Regions from separate parts of the Rattus norvegicus genome. Here region 2 is linked to region 1. A link is a contact called in public Hi-C data. All regions are on one chromosome and are shown on one strand. The core of a region is the stretch at or near the end of the contact, and the rest is flanking DNA. Distances in the headings are between cores, read along the strand shown.

Region 1 (6,206 bases), core at 1,636-4,135:
GGGTGGCTTGTGTCCCTGCCAGTCCAGACCTTTGCTACTCCCATTTTGCAGATGAAGAAACTGAGGTCCAGGTGATGCACACAACCCTTTGCTTCCCTTCTGGAATGAGCACAAGGAAAGGGAGGCAGATTTCTTCAAGTCATTAGAGAAGGTTCTCCATACCTGCTTTGCTTAGGAAGGACCTGATAGACTTATGATCCCAGCACGGCTGCAGGGAGATCATATCAGACAAACACAATAGATTAGCACCCGGGAGTTATTGATCAGTTTGGTGTCACCTCAGCATTTCTGGCAGCTTGTGGGTGTGTTATCTGAATCCTCCTTCCAACCTGGATTCATCCATGTCCCCACTCACCCCACACACCAGTACATCTAGTATGTGACCACTCCTTAGTCACAGAAGGGTCCCGACTCGCCTCTATTTAAAACGAAAGGTGGGGTAGCTTGAGGTAGGAACAGTGCAGGAGGCGTGGGGGGGGGGCATGCGGCTGATGTTTTAAATCTAGATAATTCATTTGAGAACATGTGTGTGATTCTCCAGTAGGGTGCATTGTTCCTGACTCCTTATCTCTTCGAGGGTGACAATATGTCCTTGGTCCCCATTTGAACTGGAGCAGGCATCATTTTGGAGGACAGAGCAGATCTCAGTTGCTGACTAGCATGCCAGAGCTAACACTGTCAAGTGCCTTCTGCAGGGAATGGTCAGCTGACACTTCAGACTGCGTCCCAGCCAAGTGAGTGGGATCTGGAGATGGAGATTGTATTGATTCACAGAAACATAAGCAGCAGAGATAGCCTGTAGACTTCCGGGAGGGGCGCAGCGTGGGGCTGACATTGCCATGGTGACCCATGGTCAGTGGTATTTCTGCATCTAGAGTGTGACCTTCAATAGCCACACATTGGGTTTTGAGTGACACAGTTTATTAAGTGTGTAGACATTAAAAGCAGGAGAATTAGCCCGGTGTGGTGCCATGCACCTTCAGTCCCAGCGCTTGGGAGGCAGAGGCAGGCGATCTCTGTGAGTTCAAAGCCAACCTGGTCTATGAATAAGTTCCAGTACTGCCAGGGCTACATAGTGAGACCTTGTTTAAAAAAAAATGCTGTGGGTCTCCCCTGTGATGCCCTTTGGCAAACCTGCCCCCTGGGCAGGACCTCCCTGTCATTGAGCAGCAGCTGGTGCCCAAACAACTCTGCTCTGGATCCTTCAGTGCCAGTGGCTCCCAAGTCTGTGGTTAGTGGGGTAACAGCATGTCATAGGCTTCCTGAAGGCAGCATAGCTGGAGATGGCTAGGCAGGGGGAGCACACAGGGACCCTGAGTCTCAGTCTTCTCTGGGCCCCCCATGTGGTCATAAAATGTCACATCTGCTTCCTTCCTCTGGCTTCCTATGGATTCCTCTGTTACCTACTCAGACTGTTTTCCTGAGTCACTCCAGGCTTCCCATACACAGTGTGGGATTTGGGCCTGTAAGCCACATCGCATTTTGGGAGTTTGGGGGTGCGCGACCCCCTCCATCTGAAGCCTCAGAGCAGACCTGTTGCCAGATGCAGTGTCCTAAGTGGGGGCTTGTTGCTTTAAAATTATATAAAAGAAATGCTGTCTTCTATCCCACACTAGGTCCGGCACTGCAGTGCCCCAAGGTATCTGTTAGAAGTCTTCATCTCAGTCAGCAAAGCGTCTCACCCGCTCTGCTCCGTCCCATATCACACTGCCGATGGCTTCTCTCTGAGCCTGGCAACAATCTCTCTACCCATCTAGTTCCCAAGGCAGGTTGCCGCCATGCCAGAAATATTTCCCAATTCCGTGGTGGCCCAGTGTCTCCAGCTACCACATACTCTCTTGAACTTAAATCGCCACAAGAAAGAACACACAACACAATAACCCCTGATCCAATTAATAAGATATAATTGCCCACCTAGACATACAAAGCCCTGTACACATCCATCCCTTAAGAACATTCATAACAACCTGTAAATGTGCAGAGAGGAATCTTAACATCGGCCTCCATGTTCTCTCCTCTGCTTCTTCTGCCTCCTCCAGTCTCCTCCTCTCTAAAACTTTTCTCTCACCCATCCTTCCTTCTTGTCCAATGACAAGCGTTGTTCTATCTTGTACATGCCTTCACCCGTATGACATCATCCTACAGGGGCTGAGAGCTCACCTGGGTCCCTGGCTTTTCCTGGCTTGTTGCTGGTGCCATCACACATGGTGCCGAGTGTGAATGTCACAGAGTTCTGTCACCCTGGGAACAGGCAGATCTGGGTGTGGGTGCCTCCACAGAGTCACGCTGTTTACATTGCTTCCACCCCCGAGGGACTGAACTTAGGTGACCCTCCTACCCTGACCCCTCTGCTCCAACAGGGCTTGAAATAACGCCCCCCCACCGCCATGTTTCTCTCAGCTGGATTTCTGAGACACCCAGCCAACCTAGGGGAGGGGATACAAGATGTCTTGTTGTTTTTAATGAGATGCTCTCCGTAGTCAGAGGCATTCCCACACGTGGTCCGCAGTTATCAGTTCTGTTTGGGGAAGGTTTTGATGGTATGTCCTTCAGTGAGGAGATCTTCGAAGATAAAACCCTCACCGACATCCAGTTTGTTCTCTATGCTTCCTGTCTGAGGTTCAGACTGTGAGCTCTCTGCCTCCTGTTCCCATTGCTATGCCTGACATATGAGATCATGCTGTCCCTGGTGTTATGGACTCCCTCCTGGAGGAATCATAACCTAGGATAGACCTTTCCTCCTCTGGTTGCCTTGGTCATGATATTACATTACAGCCACAGAAAAATAACTAAGATAGCACAGTTCCGCCTTTCAGCCCCTAGGGGCGGAGCTTACCTTCCTAAAGCACAGGGTGGACAGGTCGCAGCTGGACTCTACACTGTGTTCTCTTTCCCATGGAGATCAATAAACTTTTTCTGCCAAGAGCTGAGCTTGGCGTTGGCTGTGGGGCCATAGAGTCTTCCGTGACTATTGAAGCTTCAGGATGACGGAAGCTGCCATGGACCAAGAAGGTCCCTTAGGGAAGATTCTCTGTCTAGACTGTATGTGGCTATGTTACAATAAAGCACTATTGGCAGACCGTGGCCAGACCACAGACAGCAGTTTCCTGAGCTCCGGCTTCATGTGTAAATATGTTGACTGAGCTGTGAGTGGGGCTCTGTGGAAGAACGTGTGCCTTATGCACAGAGTTCACGAGTTCCATCCCCAGTGCAAAGGGAAATAAAATGTCTGTTGAAGGCCCACTAGGCACGTTGAGCTCTGTTCTGAATCCCCCTGCTTCTAGGGCCAATCATGAGGTACCCCAAAGACCATCTAACACTTGGGCAGGAAAATGACATGGCAGGGAAAGAGTTTGCCGTGAAAACACCAGAGCCCAGCTCTGATCCACTCCCAGAGTTCATGTACAAAGCCAGCAGTCACAATGTGCACTTGTGATGCCAACACGGGGAAGGTGGGGACCCGTGGGTCCCTGGAACTTGCTGGGCAGTCAGCCTCACCAAAGCAACAAGGTTCAGAGAGACACTGTATGAAAATAGTGATAGACAACAGCTGAGAAATGACACCGAAGTTGTCATCAGGCCACCACACTCTTGAGCATATAAACACATAACCACACATATGCACATGTACATATGTACACACATAGACATATAGACATACATACACACATGCACATGTACATGCACACACACAGACATACACACGTGCATATATACGTAAACTTACACACATACATATATCACACACGTGCACATATATTGACATACATACACACATGCATATATGCACGCACACACACATAGACACACATGCACATATACATGTAGACACACATAGACACATGCACATATACATGCACATACACAGACATACATACATGCATATATACATAAAGTCACACACATGCTTATATATCACAAACATGTGCACATACACATTGACACACATACACACATGCTCATATACATGTACACACATAGACACACATAGGCGCATGTGTACGTATACATACACTTACACACATGCATATATACCACACAGGCACACATGTGTGCACACACACTAATACACATAAACACACATACATATATATATGCACATGTACATGCACATACACATTAGACACACATACACACATGCACATATATATATACTCACATACACGCATGGATATATACTTCACACACATTGACACAAATACATATATAGACACATATACATATACATATGCACATATACATGCATGCACACACACATAGACACACATACACACTCATGCACGTACACATTCACATACATGCATGCATATAACACACACACACACACGCACACACACACACACACACACACACGATCTGTTTGGTCAGTCAAACATAACATTCATTTTATTTGTCTTTTTATAAAAGGGAGCTTCATGAAGGTAAAGCGTGAACCTTGGCTCAGGAAGAAACTGTCCCACATGGTTCCACTTGCTGAACACCTGTTCCCACATAATGGCACTGATTTGGAAAGACCTGGAAGATCTGGGAGTCGGGCCTGGATGGAGGAAGTCGGCCAAGAAGGTGTGTCTTCAAAGGCTAAGCCTGGACCTCCTGTCTTCCTCACTCTGCTTGCTTCCTGCTTGCCTTCCTCAGCATGCTGTGTCTTCCCAGGGACCCAGAGTCAACATGAAGCCAGGGCTCCAGCTGAGACCTGGGAACCCTGAGGCAACGCCAATCCTTCTTCCTCATGGGCTCTGGCTGTTTAATCCCAGCTTCACCAGAACCAATCTCCTTGCCACTGCCACCTGGATCCTTTCTAAGGACTCCTCCTTTTCCCCAGGGTCAGCTTGGCTGATGCCTGCCCAACTGTAGAGGCCCCAGCTGATGCAAGCCCGGTCTGCAAGAGCCATGCTTTCCTAGGAGAAGGGTATGGCCCAGTCTGAACCAATAAGAACCTGCCTAGGAGCTATCTTTTCTCCCAGTGGGCGCTAAGCAACAGGATGGGAGTTCAGGAGGGTGCTGGGCTCTGTGCCAAACTCCGGTGGCCTCTGATGAGTGAGTGGAACCTGCTGTTCTCAGCTCCCAGGTGGCTCCAACTCCAAGAAGGGAAGAAGTCAGGGTTCCCTTCAGCTCTAACTGGAAGGCCCAAGCTCTCTGTCTTTAGAGTACTTGTCTGTCTCCCAGGGTGGGTGCCCCTGGGATTGATACCCTTCCTTGAGGTGGTACCGGTAAGGTTGCAGGAATATAGCAGAGGGGGGAGAGAGTCTAACACAAGCAGAGAGAATGGACCCACCAATGGCAACCCAGGGTGGGGGCCGAAGTCTCCTTAGGGTGTGGGCTGAGGTCTGCCTGTACTACCAAGCTGCAGGCACTGTGCCTGAAGTCCAGTCCCTTCTCTGGCTCACTCTGAGCTTAGCTGATGCTGAGACAGAACTGTTCTTGCCCACTGTTCCCCTGGCTGGGAACATTCTTTCGAGATGGCAAAGAAAGATGGGGTAGGCGTCTAGGAGCAAGAAGGAGCTACAATGGAGAAGGTCCACTCAGCCTGTGGGAGAGAGGGAGCAACAACACAGAAAGGCGGGCTGCTCTTCTCCCAGGAACGTGGAGATGGCCGACTTGCCAAGGGGAGGAGAGGGAGCTTTCCTGATCTCTTCCAAATTTCCAAATGCCTATGTCAAAGCCAGCTGTTCCCACAAAGTCTTGGACTGGCCTAGGAAGGAAAGGGAGGCAGGCTCAGCTCTGGAGAAGAGTGGGGAACCCTGAGGATCTAGGGTCTTGTTGCTAAGCACAGAGGCTGGTGTGCAGCCTCCCCATGGCATCTCTAGGGAACTCGATGCCTGGAAGCCACAGTGGCAGAGCTGAGCGAGGGACTCGGGTCCCAGCTCTGCCTGGGACTCACCCTGTGGCCTCAGCCCTTCGTGTTCAGTCCCACTCACGCTCACTGTTGTCACTCACTGCTGAGCACCTGTGTTTCCAAAGCTTACTCAGCAAGTCCCCTTCCTGTTCAGGGCAGGCTCCGGTCACCCAGAGCCCAGCACCTCAAATTTGGAAAACACACGTGAGCAAGGCACACGGGACACACTCCGAAGAGTGACAGGTCTGCCCCTTTATTTCTCTCAGCCTCCATCTTCACATGTATCTAGTAGGAAGGACACACATGCTCACATGATCACATGATCATCACATGATCACATGATGAAGGACACCCCCTTCCTCACACAGCA
Region 2 (6,206 bases), core at 1,463-3,962, 390 kb after region 1:
TGCGCCAGGTGGGGCGCCTGCTGCTCAAAGCCACCCAGGCGCCCCGCACCTGTGCTGCCGCCTTCGCGCTCAAAGTTCGTCTGGGCCAAGCCGCTCACGGAACCTCCGTGGACAAGGCCGCCCTGGCCCACGTCCCCAGGGTGGCCTAGCTGGGCCAGATTGGGCTGTCGCAACCGTTGGTGCTGGTTCCGGGACGCCATCTGTTTAATCATGAGGGCCGCGTTCTGGCGTTGCTGCTGCTGCTGCTGCTGTTGTTGTTGCTGCTGCTGCTGCTGCTGTTGCTGCTGCTGCTGCTGCTGCTGCTGTTGCTGTTGCTGCTGCAGGGACTGGTGGTCCGGCCCCGGGTGCTGCAAGGGCGGTCCTGAAGGAAAACTGTCCGGCACAGGCGGCGTGAACTCGCCTGGGAGGCCTGGGTAGGCGGAGGGAGAGAGTTGGTTGTCCAGAGTGCCGTTGTGCATGCTGCCATTCCACGAGGCGCAGCGGTCCACGCCTGTGCTGCCCGGAAAGTCAAAACGCGGCCTCTTGGCCACGTTCATGTAGGGGGGCGCATCGAAATGCTGCAGCCTCTGGTTGGGTGCCTGTTGAGGAGGGGGATGCTGCATGCTGAAAACAGGTTCAGAATATGGGTGCATGCTCCGGTTCTCTAGCCGATGGATAGGGTACTCAAACTGCGCGTGTTGGCTGGGCAGCATGGGGCCCCCGTCCTGCAGGCCGCCACTGGGTGTGCCAGCCTCACCCTGCTGGGGCCGCGGGAGCGCAGGAGGGCAAGAATTCTGTCGGACCAGAAGCCCAGGTGGTGGCGGTGGCTGCTGCTGCTGGGGCTGCTGCTGCGGGGGTGGTGGGGCCTGCTGGGGAGGCTGCATTAGCGGGTGCCTGGAGCCCACTGCAGGCTCCAGACCCACAGGCATCTTCCGGGCCCCGCCAAACCTCTCGAAGAACACTCCGTGCTGCGGTTGCTGCTGGGGTGGTGGTGGCTGCGGTGGCTGACCGTGCATTTTGGACAAACCCACCATGCCTGAGGCTCTGGGCATGGCTGAAGCACCCGGGAAAGCGCCCCCGGGAACCTGGCGACCCGCAGCATAATGTGGCAGCTGCCCTTCAGAGTCAGAGGGTGAAAACATGTCAAAATGTCCTGAGGGCGGCTCGCTCGGGTAATTGTATTCCAGCGAATCTACGGCTCCTTGGTTCGTCACCCTCCGGGGTTCCAAGCTGTGAGAATCCGAGCCGCTAGAGGCGGACAGGCCATGGAAAGAGGCAGCCCGGTTAGGGCTCTGGTCCAGCGGCAGGCACGGGGCAGGCACAGCGTGGCCCGAAGTGCCCGAACTGTGGAAGTCCGGGAGGTTTCCTGGCCGCTGCGGGCCGAAGCCCTCCGGCCCCTGGCTCTCCGCCATGTGCTCGTAACTCTCTGCGAAGGGAGGCTGGCTGCCGAGGCCGCTCGCTGCACCTCCATAGCCAAGCAGCCGGCCCCCGTGCAGACATGAGGCACCTGGGTCCGGACCACCGAAGTTGCCCCCAAAGTGTGGGTGATGCTGGTGCGGGTGATGGCCTCCAGGATGGCTGTGGTGAGGCTGCTGACCACCGAAGAAGCCGTGCACAGGCTGTGCCTGCAACCCCCCTGCGTGCAGCTCGGAGTGACCGCGCGCATGGAAGCCGTATGGCTCCATATTCAAACCCAAGATCGGGGGTTCGCCCAGAGCGCTTATTGCAGGGTCCACGGGGCCAGGAGGAGGCCCGGCGTGGAAAGCAGGGGCCTTAAAGTGAGCGTTCATACTCAGTCCGGCTTCGTTAAAGTTCCCCTCGCCCTGACCAGCGTGCCGGCTGTTGATCTGGGGCTCGAATTGGTCCAGCCCAAACATACTTGGCGGGGGGGCGGGGGGATCAATAGGGCATGACAGCCTGCTCCGCCGCGCGCCTCCGGCCAGCTACTCGCCTCAGCCGCGGCTCCGGAGCTCCGGGTTCTGCACCGCGGGGCGCAGCGCTCACTGCCGCCCGGCCGAGCGCGCGGGCGCTGGCTAGGAGCTCTCTCCGCTGCTCTCCGGAACCTCAGAGTCGACCCAAGCGGGCCTCTCACGTCTTGCGAGGCCGCGGCGCCTCCTGGAGCCTTGTCGGGGGGCCCATGCCCCGGGCGGATGGCACGGCCGCGGCTGGGTATGCGGAGAGGTGACCTGGAGGCCGAGGAGCTGAGACAAAAAGTTAGGTAGGGGGGAGGGAAGGGGGCGGGAGAGCGGAATGATCACCTTCTGGAGTCCGCGGTGCGGTGGTTGGGGCCGTAGGGGAGCCCCTTGGTCCTTCCCCTGCCCCGAGTCTCCGCGCCCGGGCCGCGCCGGCTCCCGCACCTCCGGTCGGCCGAGGGCGATCGGCGGCGAAAGCTTCAGCGGCTCGGAAGACGGGCTGCTCCGCTCCTCATCGCCGGTGATGGCCCCGCAGCAGGAGATGCGGGCGCTGGAGCGGGAACGCAGGCTGCGGGAGACGCGCGGCTCCGCGGCTCGGGCTCGACCGCCGGTCGCTGCGCGAGTTCGCGGGAGTCTCGGGGCGCGCGCGGGAGGGGAGGCGTGGGGCCGGCGGCTCCTAAGCTGTGGTTCCCGCCTCCGCGCTCCACGGGTCCCCTCGGAGCCGGGAAGGGGCCGCGCGGGCAAGCAGGGCGCGCGGGGCGGGCGAGGCGCTGCGAGGTCCGGGCTCCCGCTCCGCGTCTGCCTCTTGCCGGCGCCGGGAGAAGCAGCAACAAGTTTTGCGTTTCAGCAATCCATTCCAGCCATTACCTCTGCACCAATCAGCGCCTCCCGAGCGGGCCCGGGGGCGGGGCTCGCTCTTAAGGTGGTCCCGGGTCCTGGCTGCGCAGGCCGGGCCACGGACCCGCGCTACTCCGGGTCCCGCGCTACGGCGTTGGGGGTGCGCCCCGGGTGCCCCGGGCTGGGGAGGGCGCGAGCCATGGACGACGGCGGGAGCCAGGCTTTGTCCGTCCCCTTCCCATTCACGCTGTTCCCAACTCCCCACCCCCAACCGGAGCTAGCACGACCTGCCCGGTGGGCAGGGGGCGGGGAGGTGGGCGGTGAGCTGTGCGGGGCGCACAGACAATGGAGTAGCCTGGCAGAGCCCCGGGACGCACCAGGGAAAGTCGCTAAGTGTCGCCTGTGCTGCAGCCCGGGGCGGCGCCCCAGGGAGCGGCCCTGGCAAGTTCACGAGGTGATCGCCGAGAGGAAACACGAAGGTTGTCTCTGGGACCAGAGTCTGGCTCGCTCCTTCCCGAGACTCTCACCGTTCGCGGCTTCCGGTTCTCTGCCGCCGGCTCCACCTGGAAGAAGCCACGCACCCTCGGCCGCTTTGTGGGGACACTTCGGGTGAGCCCGGCGCGTGAGCGGCGAGGCGAGACAATGCGAAACCCCGAGGAGAACGACGCGCAAAGGCGCACAGGGGTGGGGACGGGGGGGGGGGGGGGCGACACCTTGCTGTGGCCACAAGCGCGCAGGCCCAGGCCCTGAAGGGCGCGAAGTTGGCCTCCTTAAAAGATCTATTAAACTAAAGAGGTCAAAGAACGGAATTGGATTGTGATACTAAAATCAATAAGAGTGATTTAATACCTGCCCTATTTCATATGGAATATTTATCCCAATAATCTTACTTAAAACGTTTAGATCTTTCTACTCACGGAGTAGAGGCTGAAATCTATCTTGCAATTAAAAGTTAGAAGTTGGAGGTGATAGGAGGTGGAGGTGTTTATTCTGTGGACGCGCGCGCACCCAAGCGCCAGCATAAGTGTGCGAGTTTTCCTCTGAAAGTGTAAGTAGGGGAGGAGGGGCGGAAAGGCCTTTAATTTTCCTTGCCACGAAATAAAGCGAGACAATTTTGCTGGCAGGCCAGGATTCTTAAAAGAAGAGAGGAAAAGGAAAAAAAAAAAAAACTTTCGCTGAAGTGCCCCGCTATCGCTATTAAATCTAAATAAAATTAAGCATGGTGTATAAAAATGCCTTTTCCCCCCACAAAAGAAAGTGTTTATCGCCCAAGTCTGTCTAGCGTTTGCTAAATTACGCATGAAATCTGAAATGAAATAAACGTTATAATAAAACCAACCCGGAGCCCTTTTTATTTAAAAACCTCAGATTAAGCACTCTACTGTCGTGGGCATGAGTTAAAAGTTACCGTGTCATTCGCGGCCCGATTCATTACTCCCCGGAGCTTCTGAGCAAAGTAACGTTGGAAAATGGGCTGGATTTAGGAATGGGGGGGGCAGGAAGCCACAAGAGACTTCTGAAGAAATCACCCCCCACAAACACACACACACTCACCCACGCCACACACGCTCCCCACACACACATCCCCCACACAAACCCATCCCCCACACATTCACCCACACACACACGTACCCACCCCCCACTCTCACACACACTCGAAATAAAAGCTCTCAGGAAGCTGCAAAAAAAAAAAAAAAAAAAAAAAAAAAAAAAAGCTCCGGCTTTTCCTGCAGTCTACAGATTTTTTTTTTCCTTTTGAAATTAAAAATGAAAATTACCCCCACCAAAAAACGGGTCCCATAAATAAGCATTGGGAAGAAGTATTTGTGCAGGGTGGTGGAGTTTTAAAAGGATTTTTCTGCAGGATCAGGTTGTTGGTCTGTGATTAAATATTGATTTTGTGTAATTAGTTTTCATGCGAACTATCCTCTTGCTGATAGCTTAGAGGTTTCAGAACTAGAAAAGAAATGGAATTGGACATGGAAATTATTACTTAGCAAAGTGACAGGGAAGGAAAGCCAGAGAAGACAGAGGCTTTGCCTGTGTAGGCACAAAGGAAAAAGCTCCTTGTCAGACACCCCCAACTGACCCTCCAGGCCCAAAGCTAGGGGCCCTTGAACCTCCTGGGCAGAAAGGGGGAAGAGTTCAGGAACAGATGTCAGGAGGAGACCCCAGGCAGCAAAGCTGTGACACCTGGCCATGTGCCACTGTCTTGGGGACAGTAGCCTTCTCAGGAGGCAGAGATGGAATGCCTTGTATGTCCTGTCTGATGGGGACAGGGGTGTGTGGGGACCCGTGTGAAGCACTAAGGAGGGATGTCAGGAGCTGGGAAGGACTCATAGGTCTGCTGTCTGGGAAGCACTGCTTTGAGGTTGTGGGGTGTCACTTCACAGTCCTTGGTAGAGGGTCCCCACGTCTGAAGGGAGGAGGGGCAGGCAAATGTTTCCCGGGCTCCTTCCCAGAGCCAGCACTTTGGGGCGTGTGTCTAAAAGGGGGTGTGAAAGGGAGGGTCCCCATCCTTAACACTATAAATGGACTCTGCTTACATTCGTCCTTGCCCCAGGAGGCTAGCCTGCACCTGTGTTTCTATATATGGCATATGCACGAATCTTTGGAGGCCACTGTGGTGTGTGTGTGTGTGTGTGTGTGTGTGTGTGTGTGTGTGTGCACTCACATCGATGTTGTCTGCTCCCAGAGCCACCTGTCTCTGTGTGCATCTATGTATCTCTCTCTGTGCAGCTGCCTCTGCCCTTTGGGTGCCCTCACCCCTGCCCTTGTATGCCTGTTGTCCTACTAGCAGGAGCTTGTGCTCTTCTGCCTGGGGCCTCTTGCACCACAGTGTGAACCCTCTATGGTGTGGACACACACACACACACACACACACACACACACACACACACATATATGCCTGTGCATGCACACACCTCTACAGCTGGCTTCTAAGTTTCTTTCAAACAGACACATTGCCCCCTAGTGCTCAAACGAACTCAGAGTCCCTGCCGGCACCGAGCCAGGAGCTGCAGAGCCTCAGGCATCTAACAGGGCCTTCTCCTTCCTCTCCCCCTTCCTGTACCCCACCAACACCATCACGACTGAGCATGTTGGCACCAGCAAAGGAAGGAAGGGACACAGATGGGCTGGGGCCCTGAGGCTACTGGGGGTGATCTGAGCTGGTAACATGTGAGGAGCTGCCTGGAATGTCCCCCTAGCTGCTCAGAACAGCCTCTGACTGGGGCTGCAGAAGGGTTTCTGAAGTCCACATGCAACCAAACACACACTCAAAACGCCCAGCCCTGAGAGCAGGAGACACGGTGCTCCTATTTGCCCATCACCCCACACAGATCCAAAAGGGACCCGCCAGCACGTACACGGTAGACAGACAGTAGAGAGTCCTAGTAACAGGCCAGTGAAGTGGCCTCTCGACTGTGTACAAGAGCCTTCCCATCTAAAGTCCGACTTCATCTCCATGGTCCCTTC

The links. Hi-C and Micro-C count contacts between places; a contact is called where the count stands out from the background.
Region 2: a Hi-C map of hepatocytes shows a contact between it and region 1, with 2.5 times the contacts expected there. The contact joins the promoter of Mn1 here to the enhancer-like site in region 1. A contact is called at or near these places in 2 of 12 Hi-C or Micro-C datasets (hepatocytes and kidney).

Annotation. Positions count from the first base shown.
Region 1 is chr12:50,489,001-50,495,206 of GRCr8, forward strand. No RefSeq gene overlaps it. Among named protein-coding and RNA genes, the nearest start is that of Mn1, 390 kb to the right of the region's middle. Within about 2 kb of position 2,886, at least 2 of the 93 cell types and tissues checked have an H3K27ac peak or open chromatin away from gene starts, as enhancers often do. A contact at or near this core is called in hepatocytes, where this site is marked.
Region 2 is chr12:50,878,083-50,884,288 of GRCr8, forward strand. It overlaps Mn1 (MN1 proto-oncogene, transcriptional regulator), which reads right to left and starts at 2,713. Exons shown (of 2, transcript NM_001191928.2): 1 at 1-2,713. The coding sequence starts at 1,856.